Regions from separate parts of the Sus scrofa genome. Here region 2 is linked to region 1. The links are chromatin contacts, called in public HiChIP or PLAC-seq maps. All regions are on one chromosome and are shown on one strand. The core of a region is the stretch at or near the end of the contact, and the rest is flanking DNA. Distances in the headings are between cores, read along the strand shown.

Region 1 (6,344 bases), core at 2,362-4,861:
TCGCTAAATATAAGCTTGTTCCTGGAAGACACCACCCCACTCTTGGATTTTATGACTTTGACCATTTTAGCTCTCTAACGTCAAGTGGAGTAATGCAGTATTTATTTTTTCTGTGACTGACTTCTTTTCCTTAGGATAATGCCCCCTACATCCATCCATGTCACAAATGGCAGAAGTTCCTCCTTTTTTAAGAAAGAATAATATTCCACTATATGTAGCTGCCAGTTACTTTATTCATTCATCCGTTGATGGACATTTATGTTGTTTTCACATCTTGGCTATTGTGTATAATACTGCAATGAACGTGTAAGTGCTAATATCTCTTTGAGATCCTGTTTTCAATACTTTTGGATAACTACCTAGAAGTGGGATTGGTGGGTCACCAGGTAGCTCTATTTTTAAGTTGTTGAGGCTCTGTCATACTGTTTTCCATAGAAACTGTATAACTTTGCATTCCCATCCATAGTGTACAAGGAGTTTCTTTTCTCCATATCCTCACCAACACTTGTCTTTTTGGGGGGGGGGAATAATAGGCATCCTTACAGGTATGAGGTGATATCTCATCATGGTTTTGCTTTGCATTTCTCTGATGATTAGTGACATTGAGCAATCTTTTCATATACCTATCAGCCTTTTGCATATCTTTCTTGAAGAAATGTTTACTCAAATTCTTAGTCCATTTTTAAATCAGGTGGTTAGGTTTTTTGCTTTTTGCTATTGAGTTGTAAAAGTTTATGTATTTTAGAGATTAAGCCTGTATCAGATATATAATTCACAAATATTTTCTCCTATTCTGTGGGTTGCTTTTTCACTGTCAATTGCTTCTTTTTCAATAAAAAAAATTTAAATTAATTTTTGCATTTTAATATCTTTTACTGAATAAAAGATCCCTTGTGAGATAGATCTTACAATCAATGGAAAGCAGAGTTTCATTGGCAGTGGGTTGTTTTGTTTTGTTTTTCATTCTCAGTGATGAAGTAATGCTACATCTTATAGCCTTACAGGTGTCTTAGATGTGATAAGATATGGTAAATACAGTGAGTCCACATGGTTGAGGGGTTGTGTCTATGTCTGTCTTGTTAAGTCCTAGCTCCAGTGTTCTCCTGGATTCATATTGTTCAAGCTTTATTTAATACTGACAATGACTTTAAGGAGTAGGTACTATCATTTCCATGCTGCATGTGAGAAATTTGATGAAGACAAATATAGTCATAGGCCCAAGGTCACAGAGGCGATAAGAGGCAGAGCAGAAATGAAGCCTGACTGATTCTCTGTCCTCAAAGCCTAGTACTTCTCCTCTTTTATCCTGAACTTGTCATACAAAAAAATGGCACAAAGAGCCAGAGATGTGTGTCAAAGCTGGCCAGAGTGTCGTGATCATCCAGACCACGATCGTGTCGTCTAAACCACTCCCTAAAGTTGGGCATTAGCATTCACCCAAGTCACTATAATATTCCAAACCCCAAGATGTGTGAGACGTTTCCTTTTTTGTTATCTTAAGTTCTTATATGTGGTAAAATTCTGAGTTCTTGAAACCACCCTATAGGGACCATGATAATTTCCTTATTGGTTCCACATGTCCCACTAATGTAGTCTCAGAGGTTAGAAATCAACATTCCTCTGTCCCCAGTCCCCCTCCCTGGAGGTCAGAATTCCCTAGATGAGTGCTCACCTCCTGGCTTGTAAGTTCGCCTGGGTCTTTAGAAACCATTCCTGCTGACTTCATCCAGTGGCTTCATTCTCAACTTTCAGGGGTGGTTTGTGGTGGTCCAGTGAGCTGAGAGTTCTGGGAGGTAGCAGAGGTTTGTGAAAAGCCCTTGTTACTTGATGGGTACTACTATATTACTCAGGTACCAATTCCAATCAACAGATGGAAAGAATTTTCATTCCAATTAACACACACTTTGACTCAGTCCCCTTCATCTACCATGTTCTATTCCCAAACATATGGGACATGGTGACACCCAAAGGGCTCTATGACCTATTGATGGCTCCTTATCCCTAGCTAGTCTATTTTTTTCCCACTGCCAGGAAAGTGGTCCACTGTCTTCCTCCTGACTCACCTTCCCTCCAGTATTTGGGGTGAGAAGTAGATTGGGATCTGGAAACACTCAAATCCAACACAAAACCAAATCTATCCAAACTGAAGAGCATAAAGAGGAAACAAGACAATAAGGCATTTATTTGCCATGGATGAGACATTGAGCTGGGAGTTGGGAGTCTTGGGTTCACATTAGACCCAGCTCTTCCACTACTCTGGTAGCTGATTATACCCCTTAAAAGAGGTTCTGGCTCTGAGGTTCATGATAAATCTCTGAAATAACATGGGGTTCTTCTTCCCTAGGTCAGGAAGGCCCAGCTAGGAAACAACAGCACACATCCAACAAGATGGGACTGCAATGAGTGATATGAAGTTCCTACTAAGTGTATGGTGGAGAAAGCCCAATGCAAAGAGGCTGGGAAGTTGGCTAATATTTACCAAGTTACTTAATTTTTAAAATAAGGACATTTCTAGCTTCCTTACTAAGATAAAAGGTTAACTCATACAGATCTTAAATATCTTGTAAGAAGTGTGTGTGTGCATAAGAGTGTGTGTGTGTGTCTAACCACCATTCTTGTTGCTGAGAGTATGGAGGAGTAAGATGCTCATTTCGGTTTACAATCATTTTGGGCTCAGAACAATGTAATAGAAAGAAATGTGTCTGAATCCTCCCTCTTATTTCTAGTATAACTCTGTGTAAGTGATCCAACTTCTCTGACTCAGTTTCCTCATCTGTAAAATGAAATCAATTGCCTCTAAGCCACAGGGTTGTTAAAAGGATTAAAGGAAATTACATGTAAAACCTTTAGCAGAGAGCTTTAGACAAAGTAAGCACTCAAAGAAAAAAAAGAATGTTATTTCTTTTTCCTTAGGGAGAAAAAAAAAGTGCACATATGAAGCAATTAGAGAACAAGACAATAGCTACAAAATGCTAAATTGCTGGTGGAGTCTGTAAGTGCTCAAGGAGCCAGAGGAAGGAGATCAAAGAGGCTTGGGATCTGCAGGGAAGGGTGGAGGATGGGTGAGCCGAGGGGAGGCTGGAGTGCACTCCTTGTACTTCTGGGTTTGAAAGGGACACCACAACCCTTTGAGGACAGTAGTCCTGTGCCCCATTTGGACTTCACAGTATTTAAGTAGTGGAGGATGTGAACCACATCACCACAATTAAAAGCAACATTTTTTTTTCTTAAACAGATGATTAGACTGTGATGGAATTTGAGACAGAAAGTGAAACTGTGCATCCAGCTCTATAGGTCTTACATTTTCTTCTCTGATGTGTGGCTTTCAGGCGGCTATGGTGGTAGGATGAAATACAAAATTCTCAGCTGCTGATATCAGCAGAAGTGACTAGAAAGGGGGTGGGATGAGGTAGAAATCATCTTTTGGTATAAATTGTTGTAAATCAGACCCGAAAACTAGGCTATACATTATGCTTTTGTTACTCTTGAGAGTTAAATTACAAGGAAATGAACTGTGCATAATAATTCTCCACGTCACTGATTTCTAGGCTTCAGAACAGCTAAATGTGCTCTCCTTAAAAGCAGTCCTGCGGCTCAAAGCCATCGCTGGGTGACAGGCGCCCTCTAGTGGCGCCTTCTGCATGGCCGCTGCAGGGGCGTTGGACGTCCAACGCTGACCATCTAAACCCCCAGGAACCTTCTAGCCCTTTCCTGGTTTTGGAGACCGTGGGGCGTCAAGACCGAAGGCGGTGGCTTCCCGAGAGCTGCTTATCTTCCTTGGACTCTCCAAGATGTTAGTAAAGGACTGTAAGTGACCTTAAGCCTGTGTCAGTAGTCTCCATCCAAGGCAGGAAATAATAGCTAGTAACCAGGAAGTCCCATTTCCAGAATACATTGAGAGCATTTCATCCAGTATTTGCTAAAAGCTGTTGAGACGATGTCTGCCCACGACCTCACCCCTGTCCCGCACCCCCACCTACCCAGCCCCTCACCCCACGTCCCTGCCCACAGTTCTTGCTGCGCTCCGTTTTCTAAGAGAGACCGGCCCTCTGTTATTAGAGAAGCCTGTCTAGCCGAATTCCTGTGGAACAGAGTGAAAGGTTCAGATTGTTCCGGGGCCCTGCAAAGCCTTTGACTGGAATGTATTATTTTTTCCCTCAGACCAAAGCAATTTAAAAAAAAAAAAAAATCGGAGTTTCAACTAGAGAACTCATAAAGAGGCTTCCAACTGACTGGGTTTAAACAACAACTAAAAAAAGGTCTCGTTGAAGCAAAGTCTCTCCCCAGGTTTTCGGCTCTCTTCAGGTGACTCAAGGAGGCCGGCTAGAAAGAGTTCGCCCTCTGTTCCCTGCCCTTTGATTATGACTAATGACATTGAGAGTTATCTGTACCTTGAACACTCCCTGGCACATTACCTCCCCACTTCTGTTTTTTAAGTGGACAGAGTGAGGAGGTCATGGTACCACAGGGCCTGAAATTGCTGGAGCAAACTCTTTTCTTCCCCTTCCCATCCCCCACCAGATGGAGACCCGGAACAAGTGGTTGTGTCACTTTTGATGCTGTCACTTTCTAAAACATAATGTCTTGCTGGAAACACACAGACACACAGCCTCTCGGCGAGAATTGGGAGGTCTCCATTTCTGGGCACGCACAGCATCTCAGACCCTGGGTTCCTGATTGGGCTGGGGCATGTAGGTACATGCATTGGGGCTGGGGGAGGCAGACACCAGCCAGCAGATGCAGGCGCTGTATTTCAGCATTACATATGGGCTTAGCCACTGCCAGGCTCACGCAGAATTTATGGAGAGCCTTATTCAGTGGAACAGCAATAGACTCCATTTTAATAAATCCCCTTGGTAGTATAATCATCACTCAGACGGGAACAACTGCTATACGGGGCTCTGCACCCTCTTGCTGACCTTTGTACCTTCCCGCTGAAACCGAATCCTTCCCATCCTTTTTCCCCCTGTTGCACAAAAATTTCATCTTTAAAATGAATCAATATGTGCATGGTGAGTGCAGTGGAGGTGGAAACAGAACAACAACCCAGAGTCCCTCAGCCAGTGAGGAAGATGAGTCTGCTGACTCCAAGGCATGATTTACCTTCATCAATACCATGAAGTAGAATTTCATGTTACAAATTAACGTGTGTGTGTGTGTGATTTTTTCCAAGCAAATGCTTTGTTTCTGAGAGCACGCAGAGGCACCACATGCTGCGGTTGCTATGGTAATTACTAGCCGCTATTGAATAGGGATGCCAGGGGTTACTTAGAAGGGAACCAACTGGCGAAAGTGCATGTTCAAATGAAAAAAAAAAAAAAACCCACTTCTTTGTAAAAGGTTGCAAGAGGCACTCAAACCAGAAAATAAAGGAGGTGGAGGTAGGGGCACATTTTTGCAAAGACCCAACAAATCTACTACAGGCATCCCTTGGTATCCACAGTGGATTGGTTCCAGGATCCCCAAGGAAACCAAAATCTGCAGATGCTCAAGTCTCTTGTATAAATGGTGTAGTATTTGCATATGACCTACACATATCCTGCCCAGATACTTTAAATCATCTCTGTACTTACAATAACTAGTACAATGTAAATGCTATGTAAATAGTTGTAAATACAATGCAAATGCTATGTAAATACTTGCCAGTGTACTGCAAATTCAAGTTTTGTTTTTTGGAACTTTCTGGAATTTCTTTTCCAGAATATTTTTCAGCCATGGTTGGTTGAATCTGCTAATGGAGAGCCCATGGCTACGAAGGGCTAACTCTGCTCTAGCAGTTGTCATCGTATTTCTGGAGTTAAAAAATATCAAAAAACCTCTGAGGCCTTTGCACATGGGTTTCTTTAGGCAAAGGACAGTGCCATTTCTCAAAGCAGTACAAGTCCACACAGCAGTGGCAGTGCAGCGATAACAATAAGAGTTACCATTTATTGAATGTACGTGATGTTTCCACTGCCTTTCCTTTGTTATCTCATTTACTCTGAACAATGACATCAAAAGATATTCGTTAGCTTCTGTTTTCATTTAGTTTATACTTATTAAGTATATTCTATGAGGCACAGAGTTTGTTACCCTGAAGATAAGAAAATGGGGAAAGGTGGCCTCTGTGTTCCTGGCTAGTGTGACAGCCTCCCAACAGTACCAGGTACCAAGGAAGCTCACAGCCTCACAGTGGGGAAACCTTCTCCCTGAGCTGGAGGAGGGGAGGCAGGAGCAGAGAGAAGGCTTACAGACTTGAGAGAGAGACAGCTGTGGGCAGGATTAAGATGGAGGCAGGAAGGAATGGCAGGAGGAGGGCAGATCTGTGGCTTCTGGACAGGAGGCAGCAAAGTGTCCAGGCAACA
Region 2 (6,344 bases), core at 2,144-4,643, 110 kb before region 1:
TGTTTTCCCACCCACTTTGGAAAGAGTGACATGGGATTTGGTGCCGGTGGTTGAATTTTTCAAACCTGTTTAGCATTCAGGAGTAACTGTGGCTTTTTAGAAGCAGAAATGCATCCTGCCAGTGCTGGTATTTGGACTTGAGCTGTGACTTCAAAGTTTCTTTGATCCAAGCCCTCACCAGCATCTGCCATCTCCCATTGGTGTTCTGAGTGATCAGTGGTGCTGTTTGTCCACAGAAGATACAGTGCGACAAGATCACCCAGACAGCCCCCGTGGCAGTGGAAAGTGTCCCAAGCTTTAAAAGTCTGTGTCAGTGAATGTGGTTGCAATTAAGAAATCGCTTAATGATTTTGGCAAGTCTTAATGGGGAAAAATTAAAAGCAGCAAAGCCTCAAATGGGTCGAAAACAAAAAAATGTTTGACAAACTCCCGTCAGTAATTTTTGTGCCACTTCCTATAAAATTATTCAGGAGTCTGTGAGCTTCTTGAGAACAAGGGTGGCGGCAACTTCCTCTCTGAGGTTGTGCAGCTGCCTGCTCTGTGTCCATGATATAGTTACTGAATGAAGAATTCATGCTTTAAAGATATACTGCTGCAAAGCCCTAAGCACTGGGATCTTTTCCATACAATATTTAAGATGTCTGAATGTCTTATTGGCAATCTGTTCAAGTTACTGAGTAAACTTTGATGTACTAAAGCAACATTTTGTTATTATAGACCCCTGATCCCTTTTCCAAACCCCTTGAGGCCATTTATATTGAAATTTGGGATTTTTTAGATTTTAGAAAAGGAATAAATACGGCGAGCGTGCCATCTATTACCTAACACCCCAGGGACAGCTGGATCTCCCTATAATCAAACACGAATATTTCTGCAGAAGTTTGTGTGAATAGCCACAATTGGTAAGGTAAATATAAGCAAAAGCTCCAAATAGCTTCATGTCCATTCAAGTCATATTTTCTTCCAAAGGACTTACGAAAAATTGTGTTCATCACAGCTCTTTGGATACTGGAATTATGAATAAGGAATTGTGGCCTCTATTCTGTAAGGAATCTGTCTTCTCCAAAAGCAGGATTGTCAGAATTAGGGATGCTTCACTGTACTATTTGTGCTATTTACCCCATTGAAATTTCTTAAAGTATGAGTTAAATCAAAGTCCCCTGTATGTGTTAACTCCTCAAAAGGAGTTAGTTGGCACTTGAGGAAGTTATGTTTTAAGCTGCTTTATTTCATCGGCTTTATTTTCCAATGCAGAACAACATTTCTTCCATCCATCCATCCATCCATCCATCTATCCACCCTTCAACAAAAACATCTATTTAAGGTTTGATATGTGCAAAACACCACGCTAGGCTCTATCTCTGAGTAGTATGGAGGTGGTAGTGTGTGAAAACACTAAAATGCATGGATTTAGACTATCAAGCGTGAGAGCCACAAAAAAATAGTGCTAAGAAGGTTGTCACTTTCAATCAAGGCAGCTAATGTAATTGACACAAGAACTAGGGGACCTAGTCTCTTGATTCCTTGGACATCACAAGCTAGAAGGTGCTTTTTCTTCTAGCCACGGTCAGGAGGCAATGATACTGCTAAGGGGTAACCTTTGCTGTTCTAAAGAAGAAAGCAAGAGGGAAAGAGACACTTAGACAGATGTCACCTTCACATGGAGGCTCAGCGCTGGAGGCGTTCATGCCAGAATACACCAGAAGCTGTTATTTGGGATAGAAAGGGATAAAAAACAGCAGAAAAAAAAAGGTTCATCTCTAATACCTGGGAAGCTTTAACAGGGCCACTCAGATTAGCCAGAGACCTCAGGTCACCATCTTTGGGAAGATAAAAAAATCCTCTTGGCCCTTTATTTTCTTACCTAATTTTGCCCACAGTATGTTGTCATGAATATCTCTATCTTCTTAAAAATTCATTGAGAGAGAGGGAGGGAGAGATTCCTTTCCCTGCGGTTAAAGAAAGGCAATGAAATAAAGATTTTTAGAAATATCAGGTGGAACAAAGAAGGCTCTAGAAAGCACACGGGGAGGACGAAAGAAAAGTTTACTGGGGTAGGAAGAAACGGGCCTTTAATAGAAACACCCTTCTCTGTCCACGTTGCAGAAAGCTCCCTTGTTCTTTCAGGAATGCTTGGGTACCACAGGATGGGTGATCACCAAATGGCTTGTCTCCAGGCCCCGGATGTCATATGGAGGCAAGCCTATGAGGCCAGCAGCGGCCTCCCTGGGCTGCCGTGCGGTGGGCTGGCTCCATGAAGAACTCTTTGTTTTCTCTCTCAGGGACCACTACAGTGGCTCTGTGTTTTATTTTCAATTAAATTTCCACTAATCCTAAACTACAGAGAAACTTAGCTGCTGGGGCTCCCCTTTCCCCTCCCAAAGCAATACAGTCTGCAGAGGAAGCTTTTATGGTAAAAGCCCTGCCTGGTAGATGCTATAAAAGACCCATATGCCACCGGTTTGCCCACAAGGGTTTTCAAAAAGGTGCTCCGTTGAGCCCCAGACCCTGAGCTGCAAGGCGGCCTGTGAATAGTGCCTCTTGTTAGAGTGGTTGCTATAGCGAGCCCTTGTTTTTAATTCAACTGCACAGTAAATAATACTTTATACACGGGGGGGGGGTGGTCACGTCAGATCGCCTCTTCTTCCTTGGTCATAAAGGGGCATTTGAGGCTTTGAGGAATGGAACAGAGCACCTGCTTCCTCAGCTTATTTGGACTTCGACACTTCCCTTCCTTGCAGGGGTGTGGAGGTTTAATGCCTTCTGAACACTAGTATCAATGTAAACATCAGAGTTTATTCACATTTAAGAAAATAGCATTTTAAACAACCATGTCCCCTATTTGTTTGGAATGAACTCTAAGTGGGAAGTCACATTTCTACTCGCTAGCAGACCCTCTAAACTCTCCCCGCTCTGACTTTGAAGGGATGTTCCGTCACATTTATGGGGCTTTGGGGAAAAAACTGCAGCACCAAGAAACAGAAAATGTGGTCTAGGTAAGCCTCTCCATCACATGATAAATAGTTGACAGCTTTGGGAATATCTGATTGTTCTGGAAATGCAGAAAAATGGGAAGGAACGGAAAGAACTCTAGGGGGGATAGAAAAGGGGCGCCCCTCCTAGGAAAACACAGGCGGGGTCAGGAGCAGGACTCTTGAGGGGAACGAAAATCAAAGGAGCATAGAGGTTAATAAAATGGGGACATAGTCCTCTCTCCAGACACAGTCAGGTGAAAATTACTTATCACCTGCTGGAGTGGATGTGAGAAGGGCGGGTGACCAAGTGTGTGGCAGGGAGCATTTTGTGACGAAGGAGCGATGTACACGAAGCGCTGCAACAGGCGTGCTCTGGCTTCCTCGCGGAGCAGAAGCCGGGGCTCTGTCTCATTAGAGGACAGCAGCTGTTTCTCCCTATAATTAGCTCTCAGTTCCATAGTTCGCCCGGGTCCCTTCCACCTGGACCGCACGCACCATGGAAATTACAGAAGCACATGTTGTTTTTTTTCCGTAAATCACCTCCACTTACACACGTTGTTAAGCATCTAATAGAAAACAACCATACCTTCCCGGCTCCCTACCTCCTCGGAACGCTTTGTAAAAGCAAGCGGGGAGAGTCTGTTTTGATGGAGGCCCCCGGTTCCCATTTCTAACTCGCCTCTGTGCTCCACTGCTCCCCTGAAATAGGGAAGCTCTCCAGCGCGGTGCGCCAACCCTCCACGCGTCAGGCCATAAAATCTTCTTTCCAGCCACCTGCAGGATGATGGAGGGAAGTGGAGACCGAACTGAGAAAGGAGTGGGGGAAGGGGGAGAGCTCCAGCTGGCCGCTAAAGATGGTTTCCACAGAGTTTTTTTTTTGGGGGGGGGTAGGGGGAAGGGTGCAGAGTCCTGGGTCATTTCCTGCTAGGTCTGTACAGAGGGAGGGAGAGAATCCATAATCAGACTGTCTCGCAGTTCCATTAGTGTCAAAGCTCATTAGGAGCCCCGTCCACTCCCACTCTGCAGCAGTGGGCACACAAAAGAAAGACCCAGGCAAAGTCTGCAGAGGGCAGGGTCGCCCTTACAAGGTGGGGGCAGTGGGAAGGAGGGGTTGTAGAATTCCCCGCTGGTGATTAGAGTGGGGGTGGGGGGAAGTAGCTAGGCCCTCTGCAGGACTCTAATTTCTCTGCTGGCTGTTTTAGAGCATTGGCAGGGCCGCTTCCTTCCAGGGGCTAGGCTATGCACCTGGGTCATAATTCACAGAAGAAAATGATCAGCAATTTGCACCCTGTTCCTGAGACCAGCCAGGGAGGTAGACTATGCTTACTGCTGTCATCGTGTCCAGGTAGGGCAGGGAGAGAAGGATGGCCTGAGGTAGTTGCCTCAGGTGCAATGAATGGGAGAAACAGGTAGTTGACTAGTTGACTTCTAATATGTTGATTTGAATAGGGTCCTACGCACGCATTGGGTAAGGAAGCTTATGAAGGCCATGGAGGCCTGACAAAGTATAGTGGCATCATTACTGACACCAACTTGCGTTGTCATCACAGTATGTCATTCTGATTTTCTTCAAATCCAACTGCAGCCAGAAAGTGAATGCACTATAGGCAAGACTGATACGAGACGACTCTCTTGGGCTGTCGGGTTTGCTTTTTATGGCAGTTTTTTAAGATGTGAAAAGTTATCCACCCAAAAAGGATTTTAAAAATGTGTTGTCATTGAGTGTAATCTATACAAGATAAAACTGACCTATTCTAAATGTATAATTTGGTGAGTTTTGACAAATGTACATATACCTTTATGTAGTTATCACTTACAGTAATGGCCAGAACATTTTTTTCCTACCCTCGAAAGTTCCCTCTTGTCCCTTTGCAGTCTCCTTCCCTATTCCCCCTCATCCCCACCCCTGATAACCAATGATCTGATTTCTGTCATTATGATTTTGCCTTTTCTAGGGTTTTATATAAAAGGAACCATAGAGTATGTGGCCTTTTGAGTCTAGTCTCTTTCTGATTCTTCTCTATAGTCGTGTTGATCAGCAATCTGTTTCTTTGGGTTGCTGGGTAGTGTTTCATTGAAGGAATATACCACAATCTGTTTACCCGTTCGCCCACTGATGGATAGTCGGGCTACTTCCAGTTTGGGGTTATAATGAATAAACCTGCTCTGAGCATTCAAGTGCAAGTCTTTGTGGAGATATGTTTTCATTTCTCTTGCCCATCTTCCCCTCTGTTATCAAATAAGGAAATAAATAAAATCAGGTTTCTTTGACTGATCATCCAGCAGAGGAGGGAGGAAGTGGCTCTTGGCTTAAGAAAGGTGTGAGAACAAGTGAAATTCTGTATGTTTCAGAATATGACAATAGAGGAAAGAGAAGGCCACGAAGCAAGTGCCATCTCTCTCAGAGGCCCTCAACAGGGACCCTGAGTTCTGTGGTATTTCAGTATGTGTGACTGTGTTTGGCACGGTCAAGTTTGAGGTCAGTGAAAGCAAGCGCACGTAACACACTACAATTCCATTTAAGTGCAAAACTCTAAAACAAAACCCTCTTTTGGCAGCTTATCTCCTAAAAAGCCTAGCCATTATAAAACTAAAAACATGATATTGAATGGAAGTGCTTTAAAAAATATCTGAAGGAAATTATGAGGACTGGACTTCTACACACTCCTTAGAAAGCCCCGAGAGGAGGACCAATGTCAAAGTACAGAAGGGCCCATATTTGTGTTCTGAGGGAACCATACCACTATCAGGTTGGCTGGATGTGTGTATCAAAACACAACAGCAAACAGCCAAGTGTCGCTGAACTTGACTCTTAAAAAAGTCAAACTGTGTTCCTTGGGCTTTCGACAACAGCAAACTGGGAGTCCATCGCTGCAATGGCACAAGAGCCCTGTGCTCTGGAGGAGAAGGGAAGACAGCCTGTGCCCCCACCTTCTTGGCTGGCCCACTGGCTGGCCACCATAAAGATGGCCCTGTGGGCAACAGAAAATCATTTCTTTCCTTCTCAAAAAGAATGAAAAGATACAGAAATAATAAACCGTTTTAGGCATCCATTTTTAAGCCCAGGCTTCATTTTTTTCAAGAACACCTGAAACCACAATGATTCTCATTGCATTCTGTTTCCCCTGCTCCTTTGTTAAGGGCCTGACCTTAACAGTGCTATTATACATTTTGGAATTTCTGGAGCCCAGCTTTACCCTGAGGGAAAATAAGGAAACAAATAAGCTTTAGAAAAACTTTTTTGACCTAACCCTGCATCCTAAGGTCACCCCTGAAATACATCAGATTCAAAATCTGCGAGGTCTTTAGGCCAAGCTCACGGGAAAGTAAGGAAAACTAGAAGCTGTGAAGGACATGGATCTGCTGAAT

Evidence for each region. HiChIP or PLAC-seq counts read pairs in DNA pulled down with a chosen protein or histone mark.
Region 2: an H3K27ac HiChIP or PLAC-seq map of skeletal muscle shows a contact between it and region 1, with 5 times the contacts expected there. The contact joins two enhancer-like sites. A contact is called at or near these places in 2 of 47 Hi-C or Micro-C datasets (alveolar macrophages and embryonic fibroblasts) and 1 of 2 datasets of contacts at active chromatin or transcription factors (skeletal muscle).

What each region holds. Positions count from the first base shown.
Region 1 is chr15:107,526,443-107,532,786 of Sscrofa11.1, reverse strand. No RefSeq gene overlaps it. Among named protein-coding and RNA genes, the nearest start is that of ICOS, 180 kb to the right of the region's middle. Within about 2 kb of position 3,611, at least 20 of the 83 cell types and tissues checked have an H3K27ac peak or open chromatin away from gene starts, as enhancers often do. A contact at or near this core is called in skeletal muscle, where this site is marked.
Region 2 is chr15:107,636,795-107,643,138 of Sscrofa11.1, reverse strand. No RefSeq gene overlaps it. Among named protein-coding and RNA genes, the nearest start is that of PARD3B, 240 kb to the left of the region's middle. Within about 2 kb of position 3,393, at least 2 of the 83 cell types and tissues checked have an H3K27ac peak or open chromatin away from gene starts, as enhancers often do. A contact at or near this core is called in skeletal muscle, where this site is marked.